2 separate regions of the Mus musculus genome follow, and region 1 is linked to region 2. The links are chromatin contacts, called in public HiChIP or PLAC-seq maps. All regions are on one chromosome and are shown on one strand. The core of a region is the stretch at or near the end of the contact, and the rest is flanking DNA. Distances in the headings are between cores, read along the strand shown. Region 1 holds the start of Zfp131 (zinc finger protein 131). Region 2 overlaps Nim1k (NIM1 serine/threonine protein kinase).

Region 1 (4,374 bases), core at 1,789-4,288, 59 kb before region 2:
CAATCAATCAATCTTTGGGCCGGAACAAGCCAGGTCTGAGTGAGAAGGAAAAAGAAAAAAGAAAAGAAAGAAACATCTCTACCTCGAGCAGGAAGGTAAACAGCTCAAGAGAGCATCTCTGAAAAAGATCACTTTCCTCACTAGGCCCCTTCCTGACAGCGTAAATAATAAAAGCTGAGAGGCCCTCTCGGAGGAAGCAAGCAAAGATGCCGGAGAGAAGCAGAATCTAGCTGAGCTGCCTGAAAAGGGCGTCAATTAACTGAGACACCTGAGAGTGCATGTGTTGAGTTGGACTTTGCTGGTATCTGTACTTTTGGCACAGATGAACAGCTCTTGTGTGCCCTGGCCCCACTGTATTGTTCTTTGCACATGTGTGGGCACCCCTGCTCATGTGAGGAATCACATTCCGTCCCTCTTCCACCTTATTCATCTCTTAATCAAGCCCAAAACTTGCTGATAAGGTTAGTCTTGCTAAACAGCCCACTGTGGGAATCCCATTTTTGCTTTGCAAGTCTGGAATTACAGGAGGGACGCCACATCCTCTTGGCATTTATGTGGGTTTCTGGCGATTGAGACATCCCCAGTAGCCAGCCTTCCGCTTTAGAAACACCCTTCTCTCATGTCCTTCTTATCTGTTTTCCCACCTTCCTCTTGCTGCACTTTCTTGGCCCTTTCAACATTTTTTTTCAAGTATATAAACAGATACTTTCCAAGGGATAAACATTGTTGCTTCCACTTGGATGCTTTATGCACAGAAGCTTCAAACTTCCGACTAGGCAAATATCCAAAAATGAATGTTATGGCCAGACACAAAGGAGCAGGCCTTTGATGCCAGTGCTAGGGAGGCTGAGGAAGGTAGATTTGTGAGTTTGAGGTCATCCTAGTCTACATATCAAATCCCAGGCCAGTCAGGGCTACATAGTGAGACCCTTTAAATACATGAATGAATGAATAAATAAATAAATAAATAAATAAATAAATGTTAGGAGCAGGGTCATGGAAAGTGTTGTGTTGGGAAGCTCAAATTCTAAAACAGAAATGTCTTCCACTTAACCAACTCAAACATACAGGGAAGCAGCCCTCCATCCTGGAGTTTCCCCCAAAGCTTATTTTTATATGTAATTTCTTGTCCTAAGAAATAGTGTGAATAGGGGCTGGAGCGATGGGCTGGCGATTAAAGAGAAACTTGCTGCTCTTCCATTTCCATAATCCATGTGGTAATTCATAAGCATCTGTATCTCCAGTTCTGGCAAGAGGCACACGCATGGTGCACATATGTACATGCAGACAAAACAATTATATACATTAATCTAGAATTTTTTTTTTTTTTTTTTTTTTGTTTTTCCGAGACAGGGTTTCTCTGTATAGCCCTGGCTGTCCTGGAACTCACTTGGTAGACCAGGCTGGCCTCGAACTCAAAATCTGCCTGTCTCTGCCTCCCAAATGCTGGGATTAAAGGCGTGTGCCACCACTGCCCAGTTTAGAAAAAAAATTTAATGGGTGTAATAACAACAATCCTAATACTAAAAACATACAGCAGACCAGTTCAATCTACAAGGCGCTAATCCGTCACTCTCGAAGATTCTTCATAAATTATCCACACACTTTAATGCTTTAGCGCTTTCCCCTAAAGAGGTTCATATAGCTAAATACTTCGTTGACATCATCGTGTCTACTTAGTTGCCCCCTCATAATGATTATCTCCATTCTCTTCCTGCTGGACTTTAAGGATTCCACTCCTAAAATGTTAAAAAGATCGGATATCTTGGACCCTTAAGGCTGTCGCGTGCCTGTCCCAGCAAAAGGAACACTGTGACCTTCAAGGCTGCATGTGCTGTGTTATGTCTGGCTCCAACTCACACCGCTTTGTTGGACTCTCCAGATTACCTTGTTCGTAATACCGACCTGCTGTTCAGACCTGAACCTCCGCTCAGACTAAAGTCTGAATGTAGAAAGCGCGTGTTCTCGCCCAATTCCGCGCCCCCCCCCCCCCGTTTCTTAAAACAATTACAATTAAAACAATTACAATGGCATTGCCTCAAAAACTTTTGAAGTGAATACATCCACTCTCGCACAGGACTGGACTTTCCATTAGTCTTTATTGTCCAACTCATTGAGATTACCGATCAGTACCCATTAACTATCAGAGCATTGCCCTCAGACGAGCCTTTCTTGGGATGAATGAGTGAGCCGGCCACGTGCAACTGAGTGGCAGTCCCCAGCCACTTTAGGGGCGGGTGCGGAGAGCTGGGATGAAGGAATCACAACTGGATCTCTGCAGGCTGACCGGGTTGGTGAGTCTGCAGGCACGTGCTGCCACCGCCGGGCAGACATCGGGGACAGAGAGAGAAATAGAGATCCCCGGCGCCGGAGCCTGCTCGTCCCCGCGGCCGCCGAGCCCAGGGCGCAAGTGCGTCGGCGGGACCCCTAGCTGATCGTCCGAGCGTCCCTGCCGCGGAGGTGAAGATGGAGAGCGAGGAGCTGCCTGGGTACCCGAGCAGCTGCGCCACGGGACTAGAGAGCGTGGAAAGAAAGGCACGAGGCCCCGGCGCCAGCTAGGTAAGGGTAAGGGCCCACCTCCGCTCCGGAAAGGGGGCGGGGCGGGGCGGGGCCGCGGGATATAAGCGTCCCGGGCCGCCGAGCCGGTATTCCACCGGGAGTTCGCGATCGGAAGTGCAGCTACGGGCCCGGTGGGGGCGGGCTGGCTGCCGGAGCGCAGCGTCGCCAGGGCCTCAGCCTTCCCGGTGCTCAGACTGCCTTGCTCTACTGGGAGAAGCCGCAGCAGAGCCCACGGAAGCCTTCGAAGCGCCGCGCGGGGAGCCCCGAATCCCCCCCGGGGGGGCTCCCTCCCCCCTCCCCTCCTTACTGGGCCCCAGGGGCGTGGCCAGGCTTCGCAGGGATTGGCGCTCCGGGTGCGTCCGCGTCCGGCGTGGTGACGCAGCACGTCGACGTAAGTGACGCGCAGGCCCCGGGCCGCTCCTCCTTCCCTGAGTGAGTGCCGGCCGGGTCGGGGCGGGGGGGGGGGGGGGGTAGAGGAGGGAGAGGCGCCGGAGGGAGAGGCGACCCGGGGAGTCGTTGTGGGCCGCGGGCCGGACCGGGGCCGGGGCCGCCGCAGCCTGGGCCGGGCGGAAGGCTCGGCGGGCCGTTGGGAGGCCGCCGAGGCTGTTCGGGGTCCTCCCCGGCCGGACTTGCGCTCCCGGGCGTCCCTGAGCCTCCCGGCACTGTGCCCACCCCGCTCCAGCTCGCGTCTCCAGGCTCCGATTAGGTCAGGCTCGGAGTTCCGCGGCCGCGGCTCCGGCCCGCGACGCGCGGCGGCCGCTCGGCTGGCTCGCCTTTCTTCTTCCCCAGCCTTGCTCTCGGCCTCCCCCTCCCCCTTCTCTCCCCCTCCACCCGGCACCTGGGTTTTGGTTTGGTTTCTTGTTGTAGGGGTTTTGTGTCAGCCCGAGCTCATGGGTGTACATTATCATGCTCCTCTTTTGTAGAGCACCCCGACGGCCATGGAGGCTGAAGAGACGATGGAATGCCTTCAGGAGTTTCCTGAACATCATAAAATGATCTTGGACCGATTGAATGAACAACGGGAGCAGGACCGGTTTACGGACATCACCCTGATTGTCGACGGTGGGTCGGGGTAGTGGGCAGAGGAGGAAAAATGGGGAGCTTCAGTTCTCTCTCGCTGCCCGCCTTTTTGTACCCACCCTCTCCGGGCTCTCTTCCAAAGTCGGTGGAGGGTTTGCATCAGACCCGGGAGGGCGCCTGTCAGTGCTGCTCACGTAGACCATGCCGCAGAAAGCTGGTTGGCTAGTCTGGATTTTAATCTCCTAGTCTGATATGCATCATCACATTTTAACTTCTTGCTGCATGCTCAAGTTTTATAATTGCACACTCGTTAGATAGGTGCCCGGAGGAGAGAGAGAAGATACCTCAAAACGTTTGGTCAGACAAGGAGGCAACAAGGAGGCGGTCTCAGTGTTTTTTGTTAATAAGCCCGTTCTTAGCAAGCTGCTTTGAGGAGTCCAGCACAAGAATCATTTGGGAAGTTTTCATTCTAGTTTTCCAAAATGGTGTGGAAAGGAAAGTGGATGAGAAACCACCTACACTCATTGGGGCTACACTCATACCCACTGTGAGTGACTAAAAAATAAATTGGGAATCTGCTAGTCGTGCTTGTATAGGCAAATCCAGATTAGGGTTCCTTTTAGTGAACATTGGCTTTCTAGACAAGATGTTCCTTATAATGAAAGTTTGTAGGTGTGTTGTGCCTACAGCTATATTAGGCATATTGAAAAATTTCCTGTACCAAACACACTGGCTTTGTACTCCCCCACCCCTTTCTAAATGATACGTGAACTTTTGCACTGTCATATTTAGAAC
Region 2 (4,820 bases), core at 454-2,953:
GTAGTCTTTCCTCACCCAGAGCAGTAATCCTACTGTTTGTGAACAATAGATTTGCCTTAGTTTGGTTCAAATAGAGCTAAATGCCCTAATCCCTGTTACTCTCCCTGTCTTCCAGAATATATCCCACTAGGGCCAAGTGAAGTTAGTTACAGAACTGTAAAAGAGAGCAGTTTGGGCTTTGATGTGCAAACATTTTAATCCCCTAAAAATAAACTGTGTGTTGCAAATAAGTACAAGTGTTCCCACACTGCTTCCTAAATTAGCCTTTTCTGGGGACACAGAGAATGTGTTTATTTTTTCTGCTCAGGGATACCTGTTTGTGGTTCAGTGCATGGCAGGTTCAGGTTCATGACACATCTCCATGTCTCTCTCTCTCTCTCTCTCTCTCTCTCTCTCTCTCTCTCTCACACACACACACACACACACACACACACACACACACACACACACCCCACTTGTCTGAAGGCAAGCACTGTCTCAAAAAGGTGCTAGGAGGGTTTATGTTTGGAAATGGAACTAAAATGCATCCAGGAGCCTGAAATTCTTCTTTTGGATCTTGGCCTTTTCCATTCTTGTTTGTTTGAAATGCACGGTTGAGAGGTGACCTAGACACTCAGTTCTCACCCCCCAAGAAGCCAACTCAAAGGCGAGTTTGTTAACTTTGGTTGCCTTTAGATTTTATTTATTTAATCCATAGAAGGGGACTGAAGAGTGCTCACTTTACAGTGTTGTCAGGGTTTCCATTCCTGGGGGATATGTCAGAGGCTGAGATGAGGGGTGAGAGGCTGAGGTGAGGGGACTTCCTCCAGCTCTCTCCATCTCGTGTTTTTCCAAGACAATGTCTCTCACTAAACTTGGAGCTCCTTGTTTTAGTTAGCTGGCTGGCCAGTGTGCCCCTAGGGTCTCTCTTTCTCTGCATCCGAAGCGCTAGGGGCATAGATGCTCACGACGGCATCCAGCTTTTGCACAGAGGCTGGTAGTCCAAATTCATGTCCTCGTGCTTGAATACGAAGCACTTTACCCACTGAATCATCTCCCCCATCCCGACACAGTATGATTTTTAAGTAGTCACTAAAGTTTGCTCTGTCAAAGAATAGAATAGCTGTTGACTAAAAAGTGCTAGACATTTTACACCAGACAATGCCCTGTTGAATGACCTCCACATGCACACACACACACACACACACACACACACACACACACACACACCCCTCTGGTCCAAATTTTCAATTTTGTCTACTCATGTTTTAAAAATATTTAATCCACCACTTAAAGACTTAGAGAGTTTATTTAAAAACAAAAACAAACTCTCAGTTGCCAGTTTCTTTGGGGAATTACAAGACTTGACAAACATACATTAGCATTTGAGCATGGCTTCCCAACTGGGGGGAAGCAAGGGCTGCCTTGGCATGCTGGGCACGGGTACCTAGAAGGGTCATCCGTATAAAAGTCCTTCCTGTGCCACCCTCACAGACATTTCAGTCTGTGATCTTGATAGTCACGGGACTCTCCACTGTGGTAGAACTCAATACTGAAAAGAGCTGGTGTAGGCCCAGCAGAGTGAGCAGGCTGGCCATGGATTGTGAGTGTGGGTGGAAGCATCCTGTGCTATCAAGTGTTACAGCGTAGTAGCGCTGCCCTCACACAGAAACAGTTTACACTGATTTTGTATTTGCTTCAGAACCTCCTCACTGCTCCCCTATGGGGAATCTCAGTGCATATATGTTGGGAAATAGGAGCTAAGGCCAAAAGTAATATGGTTCAAATGATTTCTAAATGCTAAAATAAACTTCCAAATGGACTGTATTTGTTAACGATCTCTGTGAGGGTGTGACGTGTCTGAGAAGGCTTACAACCACAGTCTGATTATCACCCAATCTCCTTGCCACACATAGAAATAAATAAATAAATAAATAAATAAATAAATAAATAAATCACCCAGCATTTCCCCTAAGCAAGCCTGGCCCTGCCAGCCAACAAAGGAATTGTCTGAAAGCTTTGCCCAGAAGTTTAGAAATGGAGACAAAGAGAACAAAGGCAAGATGGCTTCCTTTGATATTATCTTCACAGCGTGTTGCAAGTCAAGAAAATAAATTACCAAGGAAGTTCTGTTTTCTTTCATCTTATTTAACGCATCACTGTGCTGCGGCGGCAAGCTAATAATTAAGTGGCATTCTGCCTCCTCCTCGGATACTTTGATGTACGATGACTGACTCCATATATTTGTCTGGTTGAGATTCTAAGCTCTTATTAGCATCCATAAAAACTGGCCAAAATCAAAGGGGCAAAGGACAAGAACAACAGCAGAAACTACCTGCATCTGAAAAATGGGAGACTTCGCCTGAAATTAATCATGTCTTAATTCCATTATTCTGTCTAATTTTCAACATGATCTAGCTTGATGTCTGGGGAGACTAGTAAAAAGCAGTCAGGCGATTACTGTTGGTAGCAGTTCTTTAAACTCTAAGTGGAATTTCTATTGGCAGACCCAATGTAAGTCTCCAGTTGGTGGTGACGGGGGTGGGGATAGGAGTGGGGGGTGGGAGGAAACAGAACTTTGCAAAATGAATCTGTATTCACCCGTGGACATATACAGTGACGCAGATTTACCATTCCTATTCATTCTTTAATTCAGATTTTCATTCATGTAGAGTGTGAGGGTGTAGAGTTTCTCCTCACTCATAACTCTCTCTCTCTCTCTCTCTCTCTCTCTCTCTCTCTCTCTCTCTCTCTCTGGCACTGGCATTCAAGGATTGTGCAGTAGACAGTCAGAGAGCTTTTTGCACATTGCACAATCTCCAAATGTAGGTTTTGGGAGGTTCTTCTCTCCTGAGCTAGTTCAACCAAAGAAAATCCCCTGCCTGGGGGTGTCAATGGTTGGTCCCCTCCTTTCCAGAAACTGCAAGTGCAGGAAGATGAAGGAACAGGATTGCATAGACAACCTTTACCTACTGCTCTCTGTGCCCAGGGTTCTTCCTGAGCTCAGGAGGAAGGAGGGCTGAGGACATTCCAGCCTAGCTTTGCAGAAACAAAGGCTTGGTTCTTGCCCTCTTTCTCACTCAAGTAGTTCCCATGATTTTGGCTCTGCAACCTTCAACCTAACCATTGAGGTATGCACCCTGTGTTTTATGCTTTTTTTTTTTTTTATTTAGTTACGTGATTTATTTTGAAATAGCAAAAGGTTCATTTCCCTCAATTGGATTATTAGCATTATCAACAAGTTTCAATTCACCTTCAATACAAACCCCATTCTTGTAGATTTGTAAAAGCTTCTTTATCTAATTTAAACAGAAGAGCAACTGTTTCCCTGGCTGTTAAGAGAATTTATTTAAGACCACATCACAAGAAATCTAACTTGAGGGTATACAACTTGTAAACCACTATACATCTTGACTTCCATCAGCAATCATATCTGACCTCTCCTCCATGTGGAATGCTGTTCCTAGGAGGCACCAAAAGTTAATTAGGTTAGTGACGTTAAAACACTGTTGTAATTTTAGGGCCTGAGTGGAGCTCAAGATACAGAGCCCAATTTGAGAGCTTTGGGGAACCAGGAAAGCAGAGAATGAGTAATGGCGTGGCCAGCAACTGTGTAGGAGCCAAGGGGAACAAGGGCCTGGAGTCCTGAGGGCTTGGGAAGAGTGGAGCTCTTGGAACGAACAAAGAAGACCCCTTTGTCAGGAGTCCTGCAACACTTCCCGATTGAGTGATGGAATTGCAGTTAAGATCTACACCAGAGGGTGGGGTCAGGAGTCCTAACAGGTGGTAGAGCATAGCCCAATTTTTAATGTTGGGCTAGTGTCATTAGTGCATATATGAAAAAGTTATTTACCTCTGCTTAATCACACCAAAGTCTAACATTGGATAACTTGGTGTTTAGTTGATTTCTTCTTCAGCAAACTTATGAGTGCCAGGCACTGTAAAGAACCCTGGGGTACAGACGGAACAAAGCACACCCCCATTTATTTATTTAGCTCTGGTAAAATAGGCCCTGGTCAAGGGCATCGTGGTGAGGAGGCAGCTCAGAAGGGCACAGCCGAGGCTCTTCACAGCACTGCACTGTAAGTGACTCACCACACCCCAGCTAGATGTCTTTTGCACAGGCTAAGCTAAAGTGTCTTTCAGAATTATGGTTAGCATTACTCCTGTCTCTCCTGAGCTCCGTTTTGCAAATCTGATGGCCCCTAGTGTCACTTGATCTTCGCTTAGCCAGACATACAGAGATAGGTTTCGGAGTGTCTGTGGACTCTCTACGATTGGATGCAAATTGTGTGGCTGTGCTTTTTCCTGCTCATAGATTTTGTTCAAAGGAGCCTGTGAGCCCAGGACAATTACTAATTAATGTCTTAAATTTCTCTACACCAATAAAGGAACTTTTGCCTTAACTTTGTTTTTTTAAACAACTGAATCACTCTACCTTAGAGCTGGGTTAGTTACTGCTATGTGCCCCCCCCACCCCACCCTTTTTAAAGATTTATTTATTTTATGTATATGGTTACACCATTGCTGTCTTCAGACACACCAGAAGAGGGCATCGGATTCCATTACAAATGGTTGTGAGCCACCATGTGGTAGCTGGGAATTGAACTCAGGACCTCTGGAAGAGTAGTCAGTGCTCTTAACTGCTGAGCTATCTCTCCAGCCCTATGTGGCCCCTTTTAACCCTACGCTCTTACACCTTCATGTCCTCATATACAGAAAGAGGAGGAATGCTGGGCCTGAGCTTCTTAACCTTTTTCATAGCAACAGCATACTTAACCTATAACAACCGTGAGGCAGTTCCATTCATAACAAGAATATGATGTTTTCAAACAGACTGG

The links. HiChIP or PLAC-seq counts read pairs in DNA pulled down with a chosen protein or histone mark.
Region 1: a contact with region 2 is called in an H3K4me3 HiChIP or PLAC-seq map of the SCID.adh cell line, with 20 read pairs. The contact joins the promoter of Zfp131 here to the enhancer-like site in region 2. A contact is called at or near these places in 1 of 39 promoter capture datasets (the 3T3-L1 cell line), 2 of 15 datasets of contacts at CTCF or cohesin (CD8 T cells and pro-B cells), 37 of 484 Hi-C or Micro-C datasets (CD4 T cells, the N1E-115 cell line, Th1 cells and 23 more), 17 of 115 datasets of contacts at active chromatin or transcription factors (the 230-238 cell line, DN3 thymocytes, the HPC-7 cell line and 14 more) and 3 of 9 other capture datasets (adipose tissue, liver and pancreatic islet).

Annotation. Positions count from the first base shown.
Region 1 is chr13:119,789,396-119,793,769 of GRCm38.p6, reverse strand. Zfp131 (zinc finger protein 131) reads left to right here and starts at 3,038. Exons shown (of 8, transcript NM_001302548.1): 1 at 3,038-3,265; 2 at 3,483-3,621. The coding sequence starts at 3,498. It overlaps Gm46390, which reads right to left and starts at 3,499. Exons shown (of 2, transcript XM_017315657.1): 1 at 3,488-3,499; 2 at 2,081-3,397. The coding sequence starts at 3,499. The coding sequence ends at 2,228.
Region 2 is chr13:119,728,889-119,733,708 of GRCm38.p6, reverse strand. All of the region lies in intron 1 of Nim1k (NIM1 serine/threonine protein kinase), which reads left to right. Among named protein-coding and RNA genes, the nearest start is that of Gm52026, 10 kb to the left of the region's middle. Within about 2 kb of position 1,703, at least 4 of the 459 cell types and tissues checked have an H3K27ac peak or open chromatin away from gene starts, as enhancers often do. A contact at or near this core is called in the N1E-115 cell line and the SCID.adh cell line, where this site is marked.